Regions from separate parts of the Hordeum vulgare genome. Here regions 1 and 3 are each linked to region 2. The links are chromatin contacts, called in public Hi-C maps. All regions are on one chromosome and are shown on one strand. The core of a region is the stretch at or near the end of the contact, and the rest is flanking DNA. Distances in the headings are between cores, read along the strand shown.

The links. A called contact is a pair of places that touch in the nucleus more often than the background predicts.
Region 1: a contact with region 2 is called in a Hi-C map of leaf, with 4 times the contacts expected there. The contact joins the promoter of LOC123446912 here to the promoter of LOC123446915 in region 2. A contact is called at or near these places in 2 of 6 Hi-C or Micro-C datasets (leaf and seedling).
Region 3: a Hi-C map of leaf shows a contact between it and region 2, with 2.8 times the contacts expected there. The contact joins the enhancer-like site here to the promoter of LOC123446915 in region 2. A contact is called at or near these places in 2 of 6 Hi-C or Micro-C datasets (leaf and seedling).

The regions. Positions count from the first base shown.
Region 1 is chr4H:547,897,313-547,900,907 of MorexV3_pseudomolecules_assembly, forward strand. LOC123446912 reads left to right here and starts at 1,503. Exons shown (of 1, transcript XM_045123458.1): 1 at 1,503-3,415. The coding sequence starts at 2,315. The coding sequence ends at 3,322.
Region 2 is chr4H:548,062,838-548,066,986 of MorexV3_pseudomolecules_assembly, forward strand. LOC123446915 (putative wall-associated receptor kinase-like 16) reads left to right here and starts at 1,441. Exons shown (of 3, transcript XM_045123460.1): 1 at 1,441-2,438; 2 at 2,582-2,749; 3 at 3,113-4,149. The coding sequence starts at 1,553.
Region 3 is chr4H:547,828,424-547,832,333 of MorexV3_pseudomolecules_assembly, forward strand. No RefSeq gene overlaps it. Among protein-coding and RNA genes, the nearest start is that of LOC123446911, 22 kb to the left of the region's middle. Within about 2 kb of position 1,953, at least 2 of the 3 cell types and tissues checked have open chromatin away from gene starts, as enhancers often do. A contact at or near this core is called in leaf, where this site is marked.

The DNA.
Region 1 (3,595 bases), core at 253-2,752, 170 kb before region 2:
TACTGCACAGGGCAACGAGCGATAGAACCGTCAGAGCGGTACTACAGCGCGCCCTTACGGTACTACCGCATGGTAGAATCCAACTGCCACAGAAGTAAAAAAACTACTTTCCTGTCTACCTCCGTTGAGGCTACGGCTGTGAAAAAGTCTGACACGGTAGTACCGAACATGGTTGCGGTACTACCGCCTGAGGGCGGTGGTAAAGAACTACGTCTGCTCTTTATACAACGAAAGTATCGCCCAAGCGGTACTACCGTGGTATAGAGATGTGAGATCTCTATGAATGAAGAACCGACAAAGAACTACGTCCGCTGTTAAGAACATGCAGTTATGAAAATGCTAATGATATAGAGATGTGAGACCTCTATGAATGAAGAACCGGCAAAAACTTCCAACATAGAAAACATCATTGAAGATGCATACGGACTCCGTTTTCGATGAACTCGAGCTTGTCATGAATATGCCCATAAGCTCTAAAACTCACAAAGAGAAACACCAAACAAGAACCAAGAAATATGATGCAAGGATGCAAATGATTTGAGCTCTCAACGAACGATACGATCAAGCTACTCACTTGAGAGCCCCCCTTGAGAGTACGACAATTTATCCTAAAATAGAAAAACCTATCAAGGGAAAACCTATACCTAGCACCTAGTCCTCTTGAGCTAGATGACGATGATCTTGGCTTCCTCAAGATGGACCACCTTTCTTGATTGCCTTGGTTTGATGAAGACTAGTTGATTTCTCCCCCATACTCACTATGGGTGAGCCACTCTTCAATACATCTTCACAAGTCCATTGCCACCACAATGGACGGCAAGCTTCAAGCATGATATCTTCGTGATGCTCCACTTAAACTTGCACACCATAATCTTGATGACGATCACCACTTGATGTCATCCTTCATAGGTTGAATGGGATCTTTCTCTTGACGCAAACCCGTGGAAACACACCTAACCCCACATAGAACTCTCACGAAGACCATGGGTTAGTACACAAAAGCGTTATGGACAATGCTTACCATACCATAGGATCACTTGATCTCTCTCGGTACATCTTGTACACTATGTGTTGATCATCTTGATTTACTCTTTGCTTAGTCTTGATCAATCTTGTGTCTTTATGACCAATCTTTGGATAATACTTTGAATACCACCTTGATTATCATATAAACTCCTTGAAACCAATAGATGGACTTCGAGAAGTGCCTATGGACAAATCCTTCGAATATAACTCAATGTAATTATTAGTCCATAAGGATTGTCATCAATTACGAAAACCGCATACGGAGAAATATGCTCTAACAAAAAGCAATCCTTAAAACTAAATTGCTTAGTCAGCCTGTTCCTTGCAGCAAATTAGTAGAAATTTGACAGTGCAAAATGGCATTAGACTATGAAAAATGAAAGATTAGTTAAATTGGTGTACTTTTGAGCAAAATGAAAAAAAAAAGACTTTTACTTTGTACAAGCCCTACTTGATCAATAATGTGCAATAGTTATCCAGAAAAAAAAGCGCAACAATGATGACGCGGTGGCCACCAAATCCCACAACAAACTATTGGTACAGTTAAACAAGTGCTCCCACCTACTAGTGTCTCACAAACAAAGTCAGAACGTCCATCGCCAGGAGTAACTCATTTACTGGAACTGAAATCAGAGAGCATATAACTCTAGTCGGAACGACGGCACGAGGCACGGCAGTTTTGGGGAAAAACTGTGGTAACCAACATTCCTCTGGTGCGACCAAATGCGTGCCAATCCCGCTCGCAGTGTACGTTAACTTTTCAGAACCTCGAGGTCTCATTCTCACGCGCTCTCATGGGGGGAAATGTGACCTGTCGGTGACCATACGCAACGCCTTTGAGTTGACGTGTCTCTGTCAGGAAGCCATCAGGAACTGATTTTGTTTCTTTAAGCCGAATTTTTGGCCGATTCACGATCCATTCACCAACAAGTTACCCCTACCGCTGCACATTGTTTATCTCCCTGCTCGCTGACGAGCCTCAAAAATCATCTCGTGTCTATCTTTCTTGTCTCCATCAGATGCTAGGTACACGGGGCCCATCGGCTAAACCATCCCCATCTCACACTCTGCAAGCAACATGAGCACCACACCAACATCCATGAGGCGGAGCGCATGGCACCGGGGATCCATAACCATAAGACGAGTGAGCTCCTGCGGAGAAGCCATCATTAGCCACCTCGATGCAGAATGCACAGTGCTGTTAGCAGCAGCCGAAGGTCAAGGCAGAGGAGAAGGGTAGCATCATTGTCGTATCATTAGGACTTTGTTGGTTGATCCGGGGGCGGCCATGTCGTACGATCAGGTGCTGTCTGTTCTAGGGGGCGGCGGCAAGGCGGCGGCGGTGGCGACGAGCGCGTGGAGCGGCCATGGAAGCAACATCACGAGGCAGATCGTCAAGTGCACCAGGTGGCAGCTGGAGGAGACCACCGACCTCATCACCTGCCCTTACCACTACTACTGCGACAGCTCCTACCCGGGCGACTACTCGGCTGCCGTCGGCGTCCTCGTCGCCGTTTTGGCCGTTTACTGCCTCCTGTCCGCTGTGGCCTTCACCGTGGCAGAGATCGTCAGGGCTGGCGGCGGCAGCAGCTCGGCCGGTGGCGTCGGGAGGATCAAGCGGAAGTACCTGGTGCCGTCGGGGCCCTTCTTGATGCCGCTGGTGCTGCTGGTCCTCGCCAAGGGGCAGCGGATCAACGCCGTCTTCCCGCTCGCGCGGCTCGGCCCGGCATTGCTGCTCACGCTGCAGGCGTCGGCGCTGGCGTTCCGGAACGAGGCCGACGGCGACGTGCGCTACGCCGTGCTCGAGGCGTCCACCGTGTCCGGGATCCTGCACGCGAGCCTGTACCTGGACGCCGTCGTGCTGCCCTACTACACGGGCACGGATGCGCTCCGCTGGTCGCGGTTCTCCGGCAAGTGCGCCACCTGCCTCTGCCGGATGGAGCCTCTGGTGGTGGGCGGACGGACGGTGCTCTACCGGGGCCTGTCCAAGACAGCGCTGTCCATCATCTTCGCGCTCTGCTCCAGGATGGTGTGCCGGATCTACGGCGAGGAGCGGCTGAGCGCGTGGACGCGGTCGGCGCTGGAGATCGCGAGCTGGCTTTTCGTGTCCGGCGACGCCGTATACCTCGCCGGCTGGGTGCTCGCCGAGGGCGCCGCGGCGAGCGTGGCCGTGTACGGGGTCGTCGCCGGGCTGGTGTTCCTGTGTGTATTTGGGAAGGTTTACAGATTCTTGGCGTGGGTGGAGAACAGGCAGGTCCAATGGAAACCAAGCCTTACCTGCCACAATGTGGTTTGATCATTTCTTCCTTTCTTTCTTTCTTTTCCTTATGTTTTTGAAGGAAAGTGTAAAGAATAATAACCAATTAAGTCAGCTTTTGTGTGTACATAATTGCAAAGCATTGTAACCGTTATTTTGGGGGTTTATGTGCATAAAAAGATAGTAAATGCAAAGCATATCTGCCACATAACTTTGGCGATGGAACACCTCTTTTGAAGTTTTATTAGGTTGCTAAAACAACTTTATAGGGTATGCCCGATAGATAATTAAAAGGCCAAGGAGTAGGTTAGA
Region 2 (4,149 bases), core at 191-2,690:
TCGTGTTCGCACATGTGTGGGAGGAGGAAGGGAAGCATGTGGACTTGGATGGACTGGACACGATGCATCGATGTATAATGTGACGTATGTATATATGCTAAATCTAGAAAACTAGAGAAGGATGGATCAATGATTAACTCGCATAAGCAAAATAAGATGGATTAATGAGTTTTTTTTTGAACAACCACATGTTTCATTAATCGAAATTAAGTTACAATAAGCATCACACGTGAAAACTAAAAGACAAACCGGGATAAAATGATTATCCTGAATTTGCAGATAAAAACATAAAAGATCGAGAAATACAAAACGATCCCTAGGGTTTCCTGCAACCACCGTAGCGAACGGCCGCCGCCCAACTCCAACGCCACCGAGGCGAACGCCGGAAGAGACGTCGAGCCTCCACCATCCCAAGATCCGAGAAAGCACCATCACCAACAAGGCTTTGTGAGTCGATGAACAGGTCCGCTGCACGCAGCAAGGCACATGTCGTTGTGGCGCGTCGATCGGGGGACGTCCTCGTGTTGTCTTGGACCAAGATTTGTCGCCTCCCATCAAAGTTGGAGAGGAACGGCATATCCACCACCTTCGGACCGACATCCTCGCTCCAGAAGAACCACCTCGCCCCGGCCGTCAGCGTCGTCGCGAATAACCACGAACGCCAGCGACAGACCGAGAAACTGATCTCGCCAGATCTGAAGAACAACGAAAAGACCAAGCTGGCGATCTGAAGGACCGAGCAGCACACGTTGCCACAACTCCAAGACGCCGCCGTGAAGGTCGCCGCCAGTGTGGGAATAGAGTTGAGACAGATTTATTTGCCCGGACGCTGCTCTCACCACCCCAACGGCGTCCCAAGAAAACACTAGGTCAACCCTAACTACAAGTCGGCGAGACATAGTTAATTCTCATCTAGATGGCATAACCCCTTATTTATTCGGCCCGCAACGTGTATTGACCATTTCCACACGCAGTGTGTTGAAGAGAGGTTAGAGCATGGTTAATAGTATAGTCAACTGCTGGCTATAACCAGTCTTATATCCCCTCTTATAGCTAGCTTGTACAATAGTTAGTTTAAAAGGATACTATTTTTATCATATATGACCCACCTTTCATTCTCACAAAGCACTTAGGAGCACGTGCTAGAGCTGGCTCTTCACGAAGAGCTCGCTTCCCTTCTCTCTCATCCAACTCAGCAAAAATATAGTATTTTAATCCTTACAGTCTGCTGATTGTACGTTATTATACTTGCTCTCAAGAAGTTATGTCATGTCTCAGATAGACAGCTCCGTTCCCTCGAAAAGAAAAAACCATAGACAGCTCCAGGCGAATAATGGTTCTATCTGACCTACAGTACACGATTGTCTCGCCGTGTACTCCCCGTCAACGAAGCTGCTGGTAAGGACGTGTCCTCCTTGCATTTGCTGCGCTCTGCGTTGTTTTCTTGACATCTTCCGTCGATCACCGATATCAATCCAAGTGCTCTGCCCAGACGCTAAAGGCGGTCCATCCAGATCCAGGCAGCCACCGCTTAGCTTTGACTGCAGAAAGAATGGCAATGCTTGCAGTTCTGCTATTGCTGGCAGCGCCGCTGCTTCCACCCACAGCAGCGCCGGGGTGCCGGCGGCAGTGCGGCAACGTGACCGTCCCCTACCCCTTCGGAATCGGAGCGCGCTGCCACCGTGGCGAGGACCGTGGGTTCCGGCTCGAGTGCGACGACACGCGCCACCCACCGCGGCTGACCGTGGCCGGCTACGGCCACGAGGTCGTCGCCATCTCGCTCGCCTCTGCCGAGGCCACCGTGCTGCTCAACGCCAGCCGCGCCTGCTACGACCGCACCTCCGGCTCCGGCCGCGTTCTTGGCCGGCGGGAGTACCCCATGGCCCTCAACGGCAGCGCCTTCCTCTTCTCCTCCATGAAGAGCAAGTTCGTGGCCATCGGCTGCCCGGACCTGGCCTACTTCGTGGACGACGGAGGGTACTACGTGACCGGGTGCATGTCGGTGTGCCGGCCGTCGGCGCGCGCGCTGCCCGGGTCGTGCCGGGGCGGCGACGGCTGCTGCCAGAGCAACATCCCTCTGGGGCTGGACTCGTACCGCCCGCACGTCCGCAGCTTCGGCCGGCGCCAGCAGCAGCAGGGAGGCACGTTCCTGGCTAACTCCACGGGCTGCGCCTACGCGTTCATGGTGGACGCCTGGTGGTTCTGGTACGCCGGCTCCCACTTCAACAGGACCGGCGACTTCGCCGTGCCCGTCGTGCTGGACTGGGCCATCAGAGGCGCCGGGGGCTCCTGCGCCGCCGTGCGGGAGAACGCCACCGCCGCCTACGCGTGCCGGAGCGCGCACAGCGTGTGCCTGGACTCGAGCAACGGCCCCGGGTACGTCTGCAACTGCACCAGCGGCTACGAGGGGAACCCATATGTCGTCGGCGGCTGCAACGGTACCACTCCAACTCCAATACTAGTACTATGTTCCCGGAATTCTTGTCTCGTCGATCAGTTCTTGCTCATCTGTGGCTTGACATCCTCTTCTGATTTTTTTGTCGAACTGACGAATTTTCTCATACTATAACTCAAACGGAAGACTTGGACGAATGCGCGCGACATGATTTGTACCCGTGCTACGGTGTGTGTAGCAACACGCCAGGCAGCTACCTCTGCACATGCCCCAAGGGGTGGAGTGGAAACGCTACCGTGCAGGATGGTTGCCACCAACAAGACAAATTCACATTGGCGCTGAAGGCCGTCACAGGTAGAATAGAACAACATGCTTCAGTCGTTAGGTTTTGTTTGAAAATACTTGAATTTGACTGAAATTCACAGGCATTTTAGTTCAGAGATACTCCATCCGTTCCTAAATATAAGTATTTTAAGCGATTTCACCAAGGGGCCACATACGAAGCAAAATAAGTGAATCTACACTCTAAAGTATGTCTATATACATCCGTATGTAGTCTTTTAGTGGAATCTCTAAAAAGACTTATATTATGGAACGGAGGGAGTACTAATAAAGTCAATTTTATTCAGGAAACAGGGAAAGAAGTCCTTATACATGACTAGAGTCTAGCTACATTGTACTAGTAAAATCGTTTGTAATCATGAACAATTTGTTCAGGTGTAAGCATAGGCGTGTTCCTGGTGATCCTGGCGGGCTTCTGGGCACACCTGAGTCTTCAAAAGAGGAGGATGCTCCGAGCAAAGCAGAGGTTCTTCGAGCAGAACGGTGGACTCCTCCTGCAGCAGCACCTGGGTTCACTGGCCAGCTCCGGCGTGGCATTCAAGATCTTTTCCGAGGAGGAGATCAAGAAGGCCACCGGCAACTTCGACGATGCGCGGGTCCTCGGCCGAGGAGGCAACGGTGTGGTCTACAGGGGCGTCCTCCCCGGCGTCGGCGGCTCCACCACCGTTGCCATCAAGAGGTCGAGGGTGGCGGATGAGAAGCAGCTCAAGGAGTTCTCCAAGGAGATGCTGATACTCTCGCAGATCAACCACAGGAACGTCGTGAAGCTGCTCGGATGCTGCCTCGAGGTCGAGGTGCCCATGCTCGTCTACGAGTACGTCCCCAACGGCAGCCTCCACCGCTACATCCACGGCGACGGCAAGAGCGAGGCGCCCATGCCGCCGGGGGAGCGCCTTCGCGTCGCCGCCGAGTCGGCGCACGCGCTCGCGTACATGCACTCGTCTGCCTCGCCCCCGATCCTGCACGGCGACGTCAAGTCCGCGAACATCCTGCTCGACGGCGAGCTCACCGCCAAGGTCTCCGACTTCGGCGCGTCAAGGCTCGCGCCCGTCGACGAGGCACAGGTGGCGACGCTTGTCCAGGGAACCTGTGGGTACCTCGACCCAGAGTATCTGCTCACGTGCCAGCTGACCTGCAAGAGCGACGTGTACAGCTTTGCGGTGGTGCTGCTGGAGCTCCTCACTGGGAGGAAGGCGTTCTGCCCGGACGGCCCTGAGGAGGATGACACCAGCCTTGCATTCTCCTTCGTCACGGCTGTGCAGGGGGGGCGGCACCGGGAGATCATGGACGGAAATGTCAGGGAGGAGCTCGGGGTCGAGGTGATAGACGACGCCGCGGAGCTGGTTATACGGTGCCTGAGCTTGACCGGGGAGGAGAGGCCGACAATGATGGAGGTTGCTGACAAGATCGAG
Region 3 (3,910 bases), core at 703-3,202, 230 kb before region 2:
TCTCTCTTAGTATTTCTCCACCGTCAAAATCGTGGTAGTGCTTGGCGAAGCCCTGCCGAGATCGTTCCACCACCATCGGCATCATGCCATCTTGTTGCCGGAGAACTCAACTACTACTTCGCCTTCGCTCGCTGGATCGAGGTGGTGAAGGCATCATCGAGCTGCACGTGTGCTCAACGCGGAAGTGCCGTCCGTTCAGCACTTGATCGAAACATTCGTGATTGGATCACGAAGACGTTCGACTACATCAACCGCGTTTCACAACGCTTTCGCTTAGCGATATACAAGGATATGTAGATGCACTCCCTCTCTCGTAGTTGTTCATCTCGGATCTTAAGCTTGCATGACCAGTATTGACCCACCGATGTGTCGCTTGGAGATGCTTGGATTGTTCCCACGTTGACCCAATTGGCCCATCAAGCTAACTTATAATAGGTAAATATCAAACAAAACCCCTAGAGTATTATCTCACCTCATTCTCACGCCGTCGTATTCTCCCACACATATAATGCTTGGAAGCGACATCACAGAGGCCATCAATGGCATGATGGCTTGAGCTCCAGCAAGGAGAGTAGAACGGTCATCTCAATCTCACTACAGAGTGGTAGAATGACACGTCTCAGAACATCGAATTGCTACCGACATGTCATTGTTGTTGGGGTTGCGTCACTCTTGATCACCTTTATGCCAACTTTGCAGTTTTTGCGCACTCTTCCGCGTCCTTCAGCAGTCGTGACAATTTCCCAAGTGTGGTCATGCTCGCGCCCACACAACGACCCACACGGCCAACTCTATTACAAGGGTGTAGAGGCACTGATGGTGACATGGGAGAAAGAGAGGGGGAGGGAGGGAGGGAGGGAGGGAGAGAGAGAGGGAGAGAGAGAGAGAGAGAGAGAGAGAGAGAGAGTTGGGGTGATGTTTAGAAAACATCCTCCGCCTTGATAGCCGCAGGATCTGAGCTCGCCAACCGTCCGATCTTCTTCCAGTGAGCTTCGCAACAAGGCTTGTGTTGCGTTCGTCTCTTTGCAACAACGGCCGCGTTGCAGAAACTATAGCCGCATTGTAGAAATAATTCCTGAAACAACGATCGCCTAGTAGAAACAACAATCGCGTTGCAGAAACAATTGCTTTGTTTTGTTACCGAAATATTTTTGACACATCTCTTGTTGCAAATTTTTCTTGCAACAGATCGTTTGTTGCGATATGCTTTTTGAAACAACTGCCTAGTTAAAGAATAGTGAAAGCTCATGGAAACACTCCTGAGCCGTCTGAGATCCGACGACAATGGAGACGGTCGTCGCGAGCAAAAAAGATCTGTCGACTGGACGAGGGTATTTCCCCTTGTTTTTACGGTTGCATTTAGGACTTATCATGCGTTTTACTCATAAATTTATTGTTCAAGAACTTAGTATTTGTGCATGGATCTATCGCATGATCATTAGACGCCCATGTCGTCAAGAGCCTGGCAAACATTGCACTAAACATGTTTGCACTTAGGATGAGCCAGCCAAACACTAGACGCCCATGCGGTTATATCTTCTTGCATTTGCACGGGGATGTACCCGTACTCGTGACACTACTGCATACACGGGAATCCCCTGAGCTTGTTCAAGTCCGAATAATTGTTTATAACGGCCGCATACAGATTCGAAACTGTATCATGTTCCTGCCGGTTGACTTTGCCTCCCTCACGCAGATCTACCTGAGCGTCTGTCCCTGCTCCAGCAATGCGCCATTGATGCAGAACGAGCAGGTACAGGTAAAGAAGTGCACGACCTGCTCTAAATTTACATATTAATTATCCCGATGCGCAACGGGAGTATAGCACTTAGAGAAAACTGGCGTATAGATTAAAATCTTAACCGCCTCTCCGAAGTACAGCAGTACACTGCCATTTCGAATGCCGCTGCGTCCATTGGTCGAACGGGGGCACCGGCCACTTCAGGGGGGCCCCAGCGTAAGTGCAGGGGACCCAGTCCACGCACTAGAGATTAGATGCAACCACATGGTTGCTAGGAGTAGGAGGTGATGGTTTCCCTGTTTCGTCAAGGCACCAAAGTTTGGAAATCTCCCCCTGATTTCGAGGAGAAGAAGGCAACCGGGAGGAGGCAACCAACATCATCATGGATTCACGCTAGAGCGACTCGTTTTCGAAGGTAGGCGGGCATGATGCCTTCACGAGGATGCAGACCACATGTTGCCGGCCTGCCGGCCGATCGACGACGCTGACTCGCGGGTTATATATAACCTTGGGAAATGGTTTGGTGCTGGGCGGCAGCGAAATGCCACCTTCCGTCTGTCTGCTCGACTCAACAATGTGTGATCGAAGCTGGGGGCATCGGCATCAGAGGCTCGCCGCATGGGTGCCGTGCCGGCAGTAATTCTGTCACTCGTGCGGCCTTAGAGTGTTTCCAGTAATTCTGTCACTCGTCCGGCCTTAGAGTTTTTTTTCAGCCGTTCAGCCACACGGACCTAAAATAGCGTTATCTTTTACATGTCGAAAAGCTTGTAGAAATTAGTATAATTGTTATGCAATCCCAGATCCGATAACACCAACGTTTCCGATCCACATGCGTTAATATGCCCAACCGAAGAGCAACACCGACTTATAACAGGCATTGGACCATCTCTTTTCAAAAGACTAGCCTATTAGGAGGGGACACTCTCACCCTTATAAGTCGTGTTATGTCTCCTCCTCACACATCGGTCGCCTATGGCTCGCTAATACCAACATCTCCAGCCCACCAACCATGACCGACCATCCGTGAGTCTACCGAGATCTATTCCGGGCATCTGGGCTCTGATACCACTTGTTACGCAATCCCGGGTCCGCTAACACCAGCGTTTCCGACCCACATGCGTCAACAGGCCCAACCGGAGAGCAACACCGACTTATGACAAGCCTTGGACCCTCTCCCTCCAAAAGACTAGCCTATTAGGAGGGGACACCCTCACCCTTATAAGTCATGTTATGTCTCCTCCCACAACCGATGTGGGACTAAACCCAACAATAGTCACCGTCGTCATTGTCGTCCTCATGCGCTCCACCGTCGTCTTTGCTGCACCCCTGCCCTGGGTCGCCGTGGCGAACGGGGTTGGAAGGCCCCGACGCCTCCTCATTGTTGTCGTCGAGGCTGACGCCGCCGCCCTCCTTGCGGCCGCGGCGCCAGGTGGCGATCTCCTCAAGGGTGTGGTGCTCACACTCTATCTCCTTCTAGACGTAGTCACCCCGCGCCCATTTAAGGGCGGTCTCGTCGTCGGCGGCCATGCCTAGGTGCTCTTGCTTGACGGGAAGGAGTCCCGGCTCCGTCTTCGGCTTGACAAGGCGGGAGACGCCGGGCTCATTAATGACGATGTCGCCGCTGCGCGTGCGCTACCCCAGTGACGTCTCCTACGGCTCCAGATTGGTGGAGAGGAGCGTCAGTGACCCGGAGGAGCGGGAGCGGGAACAGGACGAGGAGGACGGCGCCGTCTCCATCGGCCTTTGCGTCCAGGAGCTGCCGCGACGGCAGGAGAAGGCGGGTGGCGATGGGTACTCGTACCTCGGCGAGTTACCGTCCTCGATGTGCTCGAGGACGGCCTCTAATGTGCGACCGGGGATGCCTCACTATTGGCGGCGTCCCTCGGAGTTGTGGCGGACGCATGGTTCGACCCGTTGGTGGCGGCGAGCTGGTCGGCGTGCCGGCGTTCGAAGTACGCCATCCGCGTCGTGTTGCTGTGGGGGACGTACCTCGACAGGTTGCACAAGCTCTCCCGCAGCGACGACCTGATGCACAAGATCTCGGCCCGCCGGTCAGCTCGAGAGGGCGGCGGTGGCACCAGGACTCCGCCGGCGCTCAGCCTCCACGACCCCGTCACCCGCATGTCCAGTGGCGCCGGGTAGTCCGCCTCGTATAGAAGACGGGCCTCG